Regions from separate parts of the Astyanax mexicanus genome. Here region 1 is linked to region 2. Evidence: chromatin contacts called from public Hi-C data. All regions are on one chromosome and are shown on one strand. The core of a region is the stretch at or near the end of the contact, and the rest is flanking DNA. Distances in the headings are between cores, read along the strand shown. Region 1 holds the start of foxp1a (forkhead box P1a). Region 2 overlaps foxp1a (forkhead box P1a).

Evidence for each region. Hi-C and Micro-C count contacts between places; a contact is called where the count stands out from the background.
Region 1: a Hi-C map of muscle shows a contact between it and region 2, with 15 times the contacts expected there. The contact joins the promoter of foxp1a here to the enhancer-like site in region 2. A contact is called at or near these places in 3 of 3 Hi-C or Micro-C datasets (blood and muscle).

What each region holds. Positions count from the first base shown.
Region 1 is chr13:27,760,742-27,766,285 of AstMex3_surface, forward strand. foxp1a (forkhead box P1a) reads right to left here and starts at 4,069. Exons shown (of 16, transcript XM_007256346.4): 1 at 3,901-4,069.
Region 2 is chr13:27,727,434-27,732,982 of AstMex3_surface, forward strand. It overlaps foxp1a (forkhead box P1a), which reads right to left. Exons shown (of 16, transcript XM_007256346.4): 8 at 4,903-4,990; 9 at 3,561-3,644; 10 at 2,625-2,832; 11 at 1,204-1,280; 12 at 912-1,013; 13 at 591-712; 14 at 407-473. Among protein-coding and RNA genes, the nearest start is that of foxp1a, 35 kb to the right of the region's middle. Within about 2 kb of position 3,583, the one cell type or tissue checked has an H3K27ac peak away from gene starts, as active enhancers do.

The sequences.
Region 1 (5,544 bases), core at 2,819-5,318, 34 kb after region 2:
ATGTTTTAATAATCTCATACTGCTGAGTGGGCATTTAGCTTTACCCTGTATATGTGCCAAAGTAAAAGTCCATGAAATCATCTCAAATCAAGTGGGTCTAACAAGATTTAATCAAATCTTGTACATTGTCTTATGGACTTATTACAGGAGCCAAAAAATTAGGTTTAGGTTTAGGTCCCAGGTTTAGTAAGTGTCTCCTATAAATCACAAGCAAATGTACTAAAAACTGTTAAATTAATTTATTTAGGGCTACATTGACACATAAATCAAGAAGCCACTCCCATCTCTCTAATTCATATCTGGAATTCTGATCCCTTTTGAATAAGCTTTTAACATTACAGACGTCCTGTGGTAAAAGTACATTACCGCACCTCCTTGTATGAAACTAATCCCGTTCAAATTGGGTTTATGAAAGTCGAATGTGTTGAAGCAGGATGCATTTCAGCTGCATTTTATGTATATCAATAACTGGCTTCTTTTTCAAACCACAAAGGAAGTGAAAACAATAGTTACTGCTTCTTATCTTTTTCATTCCAGAAGCCTAGTAAATGGCTTATTATAATTAATTGTTCATAGTTCAAGCTCAAACAACAGCTGCCCCCAACAGCTGTCACAAGCCTTAACATATATGCAAGACTGGAGACATGAATCATCCCTGTAATAAGACTTTATATTGATGGCAAGAGAATGTTACCCACAATAACCACTGGTATTAGGTCTGAGAGTGAAAAGACATATGGCATATGGAGAGAGACAGATGAGTAAATGAATGGGAAGGAATGAACTAGAGAAACATTAAACAGATGATGGAAGGAGATGAGACTGGAATCTGTCAGCAAACCGCACAATCACCACACAAGTAACGACACGAAATCAGACATCAACGAAAATACACCCTCCACCTCACAAGGCCAACACACTCAAACTCAAACAGTAAACACTGCAAAGTCATCAAACACTCCCTTAAACAGGACTAAAACAATATCCTTTACCTACAGACACAGCAGTCACACCCTACAACAACTACAGACACTGCAGTCAACCCCTAAGATGCCTACAGAACATCCTAATCACAAAGTCCGTTTGAGGATATGAATCTACTGTTTGATACATGCTCACTAAACAATAGATACAACAAACTATACTAAATCAATACAACTGAGCCTAAATATGCTTCCATAACTCCAGTGCCCATCCCAGTGCAACGCTAAGAACAATAAATCAAGACATGTAACCACAAGCACACCACAATAACACAAGAAACTTTTTACACAGCACCACTGTCACATTGCATCTGACACGTCCTACGCCATAACTTTTTTATTATCCAGACACGACTTGAGCCAAGAGTTCAGCCAGAAGCAACATCTTGTATGTCAAGTTTGAAGAAAAAAAGAAAAAAAAAAAGCTGAACTTTGCTGAGGAGGCAGATCTTTACAACAAACGCTTCAAAGGTAAAGAGTTCTTGCTTGGAAATCACAGGCCCTCTGGGCAGGTAACACCTGGTTCACAGCCATTCAAATCCCGGTGAGCAAAGAGTATGAGTACAAAGAGCACTTCATACAGAATTGTACAGCACACTGCATTAGTTACCTACCTTTTATTTGTACAGAGGAATGACAAAGCAAAACCATATTCTAAATCTAAATATCACTATGCAGAATAAAGCAATTGACCCATAGTATCAGAGTCTGGTAAAATACCCATAATGAGCTATATTAAAGAAAACGTTAAAAAAAAGTTCATGAACGTAATCTGAAGGAACTAGAGAATTATATTACAGTGCCTTTACGACCTGTATAGTATAAGCTATAGGATCTAGATAACATTGTAGGGTTGTTAATAGTATAGCAAACTTTTGTAATCCTTTCTGTTAAAGATACCTAAAACATTCACATTCACTTTCTCTCTAACCAATCAAGAAAGAAATATTCACAAGTAATGTAAGACAACAATTTTGAGTAGTCATATTTTACCATTACTAGAATTTTGCATCTCTCTTATCTACACACAATAAATGATAAATGGCAAATCTTAAGTGTTATGTGTGTTAAGTGTTATGTATGTGTTTTGATCTATATTGTTGTTCATTCAACACTGATAACATTTCATGAACATTTCTGATAACATTTTTACTATTTTTCTGATTAGACTTTTTCTATACATTTTGCATGACAAACTGCCAATGGCAATTTCAGAGATCTGCACTATAACTTAAACTAGTTCAAATATATTTTTAATAAAATTATTACTACAAGCCAAAACTCATATTTCTAATTATGTTATAAAGCTCTAAAATGGCACATATTTAAAATGCAAATTGCCACATTTATGTATTCTAATATCTTATACTAGCATTTGTTCTAGCCAGATGGTCTGGCCATTTAAAGATATGTGGGCCTGGACTTCTCGGTAGTGAGAGTAACGCAGCTGATAGAACTGATTCTTTGAGTGTACCAAACTAAAAAAACTCTGGAATATAAACAAGAAGAAGATGGATAATAAATGACAACAAATCAAGCTGAACTGCTTATTTTTTTGCACCAGGAGTAGCGTAAAGTTATCCAAAAGCAGTGTGTAAGACTGGTGGAGGAGAACATGCCAAGATACATGAAAACTGGGATTATAAACCAGGGTTATTCCAGCAAATACTGATTCCTGAACTCCTAAAACTCTATGAATATTAACTTGTTTTCTGCATTATTTGAGGTCTGAAAGCTCTGCATCTTTTTGTTGTTATTTCAACTGTTTCTCATTTTCTGCAAATAAATTATCTAAATGGCAATATATTTATTTGGAATTTGGAAGAATTGTTGTTCGGAGTTTATAGAATAAAAAAACAATGTTCATTTTACTCAAACATAGACCTATAAATAAAATCAGGAACTGAAGTGGTCTCTTAATTTTTTTCAGAGCTGATTTTACACTCATTACATTATTTGAGGTCTGAAAGCTCTGCATATTTTTTGTTATTGCAGCATTTTTCCATTTTTTGCAAATAAATGGTTTTTACTCATTAAATCATTTTACTCAAACAAATAAAAAAACTGCAAATAAATAATTTTACTCAAACATAAACCTATAAATAGCAAAATCAGAGTTGTCTCGGGCCAAAATTATGCAGTTAGACCACCGACGTTAACATATGACCAGTCAAAACTGAATAAAGGATGTCACCCTGGCAATATGTCTAGTCAGAATGGCTTTATAGATCTGTAGAGCTTATAATACTACTAGTCAATATTCAATAGCTGATATAGTAGCTTATATAAGAGTTTCTACAATTCTCATATCCATATAAACACTGAGGCTGAATAATTCAACGAGACAAACGGATTAGAACAGGTTAGCTAGGTTAACAATACTGATGAACTGAGTCTGGTATTATAGAAACTTAGCTACCAACAATAGATATTATACAGTGTACAGATATCTAAAGAGCTGTGGAGCACAGGAGGAGTGAGAACAGAAGCTCAGCCTGTTATCCTGAACTCCAGGCTCCAACTTCTCTCTCTCTTCGCTGACTAACTAACTAACTTCTCTAAAGGCAGCAGCAGCAGGCAGGCGCACATGGGCTTTAGCAGAAACTCACCTCACCGAGCTGCGTGTGGAGGAGAACCTGCTCCTTCTCCCTCACAGCTTCCACCCTCACCAGCCCCACAGAAAACACCGTACAGTCTTTACATAACTAAACCAGACTCCCAACTCACTCTAAACACACAGGCTGAGCTCCATGGATACAGATTATACAGCTAAAACAGTTAGTTAGCAGTTAGCCCGCCGCCTAGCTTAGCTCAAAACTGCTCTATTTCACCATTAGCCAGTGAGCTAGCCTCCGCTAGCCCCGTTAGTCTGAAGAGCCGCGCGCTCACAGAGCCCCGCAAAACCTCCTCAACTCACCCGAGCGGACCGTATTCAGCGCAGGCGGAGCTGAAAACAAATTTAAAGAAAAACTAAAACACTCTTTTTAACTCTAATTATTATTATTATATTTTTTTTTATCGCAGAAGCAACAGCGGCTCGCGGAGCTGCCTCGCCGCTGGCGCTGCTCTGGTCTGAGCGCCCACACCGCGTTCACGTCCAAGAACCGCAGCACAATGTAAACAAATGTATTCATCCGCCCCGGGGACTATATGGCGCTGCTCTGAGAACGGCGTGGATTAACGCTAATGTTACATTAAACACATTAAACACAACACTCAAAAAATATTTTACCCATTTAAGAGAGAGTACAGCTAAATGGAATTAGGAGAGACGTAACATAAATACAAAAATACAACTAAATAATAATAATAAAAAAAACTTGCTCAGATCGTGACGTCACATCCACCTGCTGAGGAGAGGAGAGGTGGGAGAAGAAAAAACGTGAAGAAAATTTTAGGTCGAAAAAACAGGTTAAAACTTTAAATTAAGATTTTTTTATATATATTTAGTAATATTTAATGGCGTAACCGTGTATGAAGATATATGATATAGTGACAGAGTTTTAACCCTATAATTACACGATGTTGCCCTCAGGCAACAAACCATCTTTTAGTTATTACATCATTCTATAAGATATTTTAGGGATTGTTGTTTTTAATGTCAATCTTCACAGCTTTTTTGGATTAATTTGGATTAATTTTAAACTTAACATTCTTTCTTTTGATGTAGATGATATTTTATTTTATATGGGAAACCTAAGTTTAGCTTTTTCTGATGCCATAAATATAAATTTACTTTTAGCAAAATACCACATTCACTGCAGTAAGAGTGAATGTGGAACTGCTTTTCTCTGCTTTCTTAAATTAATTTAAATCATATTATTGTTCATTAAGTAGATTTAAAAAAAACTGAAAAACTGCTAGCATCATCTTACACCAGATTTCCAAAATATTCTTGTTTTAAGATTCAAATTGTATAACTTTGCTCCTCTGTTCTTTTGTTGTATGTTTGTGTAAGCATCCCCTAGCTTATAATTTGTGGTTATGATAACATTTACAGGAGTTTGTATCATTGTGTATTGTTCTGTATTGTTTGGCTAATTATAAAAAAAAAATCCATAACATACCTTATTCTTTATGTATTTACTTATTTTTAATATAATGACACAAGGCATATCTATATACAATACATAAAGGAGTGCAAGAATCTGTAAAGAATTATATTTGGCTCTTTATATTTTTATATTCTTGTCGTAAGTTTACTGAACACGTTTTATTTCATTTGTTGCATTTGGGCAACATTATGTAAATCACTTTTAATTGGGCCATCGTGATGAAACAGGGGTGATTCAAACAATTAGCATGTTAAAAAAAAGAACAAAATCAAATATCAAGTAATTTATTTTCTCCCCAAAAATGTATTCATGCCATAGAGGGTTAAAAAAAGTTTTTATGTATTTAGAAATGTATTATATATTTTTACAATATATGTACATATTTAGACAATTATGTCAAATTTATTATCTAGATTAACACTCTCATTAGAAAATGTTTCAATAGCTTTTTATCATAGTTTGTATGTATTGTCTAATAAAAATAATAATCAAATTAACAATGGATT
Region 2 (5,549 bases), core at 2,333-4,832:
AGCTAGCGCTTAGTGCAGTTAGAGGCTAATGCTAATACTGCTCCAGCCTTAGTGCTGGAGAACTAAAACGAAACTCCTTTATTATAATGCTGCTCTTTACAACCTGACTGGCACAATTCATACATAAGGCGCACCGGATTATAAGGCGGACTGGCATTTTTTGAATAATTAAAGCATTTTAAGTGCGCCTTGCAGTGCGGAAAACACGGTACTATTTTGTAGCATTCTCAGTACAATTACACATTCTCACCAAAAACTACAGACTCTCACCTTAATACTGCATCATGTTGTTTCATTGACTTCTAGTAGACAAAACTTCATTTAAAAACTTTTTATTTTATTTTTAAATAGGGTAAACGGGGAAAAATTATTCCCAGTTTCACTGTTGAACTCATTTATTCTTTACCTGGAGAGCAGAGAGGGCCGGGCTTTGGCCAAGGCTTGTCTGGATGTTTTTCACAAGGGAAGGTGATCTACAGAAATGAGAAACAGGCTTAAATTAGCAACAATAATGACAAGCTAAGAGTGTTAAAAAGAGCAGTTAAATATAATCCCCAAAATGAAAACAAGCGATTATTTGGCAAGCTTACCCAGTGATCTTCTGTGGTCTTCTCTTCTGAAACTCCATCTCATCCACAGTCCACACGGCCCCCTTCACATTCTCCACTCTCACAAAACACTTGTGAAGACTGAGGTTATGTCGCACAGCATTCTACACAGCAAAGACAAAAAAATTGTATTTCTATTACAATATCTACAATATTTAACTTCAATATTTGTACCAAACACCAGGACATAGAACTACAACACACAGCTTCATAGGGCAAGGCAGCCTTCTTGAGGAGTAAACTCGAGAAGCTAACAAAAGTGAGCAAATAATGAAACAATGGTGTAGCTGAGACGGTTGTTACCTTCCATGTCGCTGCGTTGCGTCTAAAGTAGGCAAAGGTTCGAGTGAACCAGTTGTAAATTTCATTTAGAGTTAGCTGCTTGTCTGGAGACTCAAAAATTGCCTGAAAAAAAAACAAACAAATTTTTATGTTATTTTATCTGTTTGCTGTCGCACATTTTAAAATGGCACTTACAAGCAACTGTTTAGAGTTCATGCACACATTTCACAAACAAATCTAGAAATATTTGCCAAAATATAACGTAATAAATATCAGAAAAGGGGACAGTCAATGGCTGGCAGATGATCCTTACCTGTCTTATCAAAGCTGCATATGTGAATGGAGGTCTGACTTCAGCACTCAAATAAAACTCCTTATTTTGCACAATATCTGAAAGATGGAAGAAGAAACATCAGTTAAAGGCAAGGCTCAAGACCCTTTTCGGACATTTTTAGTGCAAAAAAGTGTAGCTATGCCTTGTGTAGCAGCCCTTTACATTTTAGCTCTTGAAATATGCTATACTAAAGTTATAAAATTAAGTAGAGCTGGGCGATTAATCGATTTTACAGTTAAGGATTTTCTCTGAGTTTTAATTTTCACCAACCACGCTCCCCAGTGGGCTCCCTGTGAGCTTAGCCACTCCCTCCCTCCTGCGCACACCCCCCGCACCTCCCTCCCTCCCTCCCTCGAAGAGAAACATCAAAGATTTTTTTTTGGGTCATATCACCCATCTCTACACTTAAGAACAGAGTTTAAATAGTTCAATATTTACAGTTTACCATTTCTTTCCACTTCTTGTACCATTTCTTGTAGTACAATAATATAAAAGCCTGAAACACTAATAACATTACATTACTAAGCACAAGTAAATTCTAAAGCTAACTGTCTTCAATACTTGTTTTTTTAAGATCCTTTAAACAAGTGTCAAAATTATAAGGACGAGATTAAGTGGTGATCATCCAGAAGTAATGGACTTATATACCCATCTAGCCCATGCTTGGCACTGAGCATGGTAGTGCTAATAAAGTCATGTTAATCTGCTCTGGAGCTTTTTATCCTATTAATTCTACTGGTAGTGACTTTTTTTTTTTTTACAGAAATTAGACAAGCTGTGTGCGCATTTGCACATATGCAGAAGCAAGACGCATGACTTCTAAGTAGCTGAATACATTCATTAGAAGGGATGTCCACAAACATTTGGACATTTGGTGCACATATACAATGTTATCAACTACATTGCCAATTGATTATTGCCATCAGCTGCATGTTTTTATTTCTTCAGTCAGTAAACAAAGAGTGACATTTCATTCACCCCATTTGATTCTGTGTGATATTTCACAACGCCACAGATTCTCGTCCAATGTCTCTCTAGTATTGGATTTCTGAGAACCAACATAATGCACTGGCTGTATCCCAGCAACCGGAAGGTTTAAACAAACACCAGAAGGAGCATTGCATTCATGTGTGGGGCTCCAAAAGTTCCAAAAACTCAAACCTAAGTTTGACTTAGTCTTTTTTAAGAAAGAGTATAAAAGCACAGAATGAGGTGAAGTAACTTTGAATTTCAGATGCATTTAAATACTTAAAAAAAACTCTTTCCCATCTACTGCCCTTGACTTGAACAGTTTTGATGTGAAAAAAATGTGCCTGAATATTTAGCATATTTGTGCTGTTTACTCGAATCAAGTTCAGTGTGTTGCAGCCTTACGGCTGCATGAGAGTTCTTTTTCTAACCTTGGTCCATGGCCATGTTGTACTTGTCAGAGTAGCGCTTGCGAATGGGCCCCACGCCATGCAGACTGGTGGGGATGATGACTGTGGGAGTCTGAGGCAGCGGTGTGAGGGGTGTGGACGGGGCTGTGGCACTTTGGGAAAGGCTCATAGAGGGAATGGTCTTGGGAACAGTTGCCTTGGCAAGAGTGAGGTTGGAAACCAGGTTCACCTTTTAGGACACACACATATTTATATATTACAGGTTGTGCACAGAACTATGACATAATGTTAACTGAATGGGCAAATCATTGTGATTATGAGAGAGATGTAAAAAAGAAATAAAGAAAAGAAAAAGAACATTTCATATAAACTGCGGCAAGACAGCGAAGCCAACGACTAAATACAGACAGAAAAACTGACTGATCTCGCCTGCAGGTCGGACAAGCACCTTTTGCCAATGCAAGCACTGCAGTCTATAAACCATTTCAGTGGATAGTACATGGTAAATAAATTTAGATGCCACACAGGATTTAAACAGTGGACTAATCTTGCACAGACAGACGCTGCCCACCGCCAACCAGCATCTGGGACTGTTTACCCTTGAGCCGTGGCTGTCATGCCGTCCAATTGTGAAGCTTTATGTAAATGCACAAATCCTGCCAATTTCATAGGACCAGAATGTTCCATAAAACTCTCCCTCACTGTTCCATTAACCAGTGCCACTTTCTAAATCTATCTGGACATCACAGTAAATGTAGTCTAAATGAAAAAGGAACAATGCAGTATTTACTCTGCAAACAAACTATACATCTGTGCAGCAATGGGGGATTTCCACTGTCAGTATACAGGACACACAAACATGACTACATCCCCCCCCAAAAAATGAGATTACACACACTTAAAGTTCTGGGCCAAAACTGGAAAACCTGGAAAGTGAGTTTTAACTGCTGGGCTTACCGGCTGTGGGGTTGGTTTAGGCTCAGTAGATTTGACATGGAGGTGGGCCATCATGGCCTGGAGGCGTTCTTTGTCTTTAGCTAGCTGTTTTGCAAACACAAACAAAGAGAGCACAAAGATATTTCATCAGTTCACATTCCTTCCCAAGCGGCTGTAGCTAGGGCTGGGCAAATAATCGAAAATAAATAGAAACCAACGTTCAGAACCTCAGAACTGATATAATCTTGCACGTTTAGATTTGAAGATTCCATATTTCTTTAGTAAAAAAATTTTCCACTGTGTGTGTCTGCATTCATGTACTGTCCCCCTTTTTTTAATCTAAAGTATTTTACTAATATTAGTGTATTTTAACGTTTGAAAGAGCAAGATCCCCCCACACACACACATAGTGATCTATGGAGTCCCCCAGGGATCAGTCCTTGGTCTCACCCTTTTTACTTTATCTTAAAACTAACACATACTCCTCTGCAGCCTCTTAATTGTCATTACCAAACCTCTCTATCACAAATTGACACTTGTCTAGAATATATGGATACAGATGTGGATGGAGCACAACTTCCTCCAGTTGAATAGTGCCAAAACAGAGGCGATCATGATTGGCACTCAAAACAAGGCCATAAGATTCCAGTCTGCTACATCACCAGCCCATCTTGGCATGAGGTTTGACCCTCAACTCACTCAAGAGATCCATACAAGAGATATTAAACACCTCTGTAAGATCTTCAGTCTAGTCTGATATATTATTTGCAAGCATCATATTAGAGATTTTGAACACTGAGCCAATTGAGCAACTTGACCAGCTTTTATGCCCCCCAAAAAACAACACACCATGCCAGTGATTCATTAAATACTATGTAATGAGTGTATATTAATCATTACTGCAGAAAATGTTCAACTAATTAAGCCTAATTATGCTCATAGACTAGTTGTTGCTTCTAGCTTTAGTGCTGTAGTGTCTTGGACTACTTCATTTATGGGTGTGAATTAGGGCTGCATAATACTAGAGGAAAAAAAAAACCTAAAATTACTATATTTTGTTGTTTTGTATATTGTGATTTATATTAATCACGCCCTCTGTGAATCAAAGATAGAAGTAAAATAATTAATATATGGCATACATAATCTACATCTGCTAGAAATGTCATAGAAAATGTGCAGTGGTATAATTTGCATTGTGTGACATTGCAATGACCATGCCGAATCAATAATCTTTGAAGCTCTAATCTGTGTAAAAAACATTTGATGATCACATTTGAGAATTAAACCAATAAAAGAAAAAATACCACACAAACTAATCTTGAGATTAAGAAATAATTTGAAATAAAACACAGGCACTGCTTACCTGCAGTTCAAGTTGTTGAACAACTTGCATTTGAACTCTGCACTGAGCTGTGCTTTTGTCATCCAGCGCATGTTCATTGTTTAAATGCCTGTAATAAAGAAGATAACTTTTAGTAAATAATACAAAAATAAGCAAAACTCTTTCAGTGATCCAACAGGATGAGTTACAAAAGATTGCAATGAACTATAAGTGTTTTCTGAAGTGTTATGTTTGACATTCAGCAGTAGGGGGCAGCTTAGTCAACCTGTTTAAATCCATGTGTCTATGAAATATATGGCAGGGGTATAAATTCAAATGTCCGGTCAGAACTAAATATCAAAGCAGGTCTTGTTTCAGGTGCTAAGAACAAATCTACAAATCTCTTCATTTAGATACAATTCATATCACCGACACTTTCAGAAAATCAAAGCCTGTAACGAACCTTTAAATAATTCATAAATGATGTTTTAAAAGAAAACACCTCCAATAAAAACACGTTTCAAAACTGGAACAAAGCCAAACTACAAACACTGCAGCACACTATTCATATTATTTACAACTACTTAAGCTGCAAAGAGGACAAACAGAGTTTAGTACAAGCATTTCAAACACAATCACAATTTACAGTCCTGTTTATGAAGTTCCTTCAGAAGGAACACTCTCTGCTG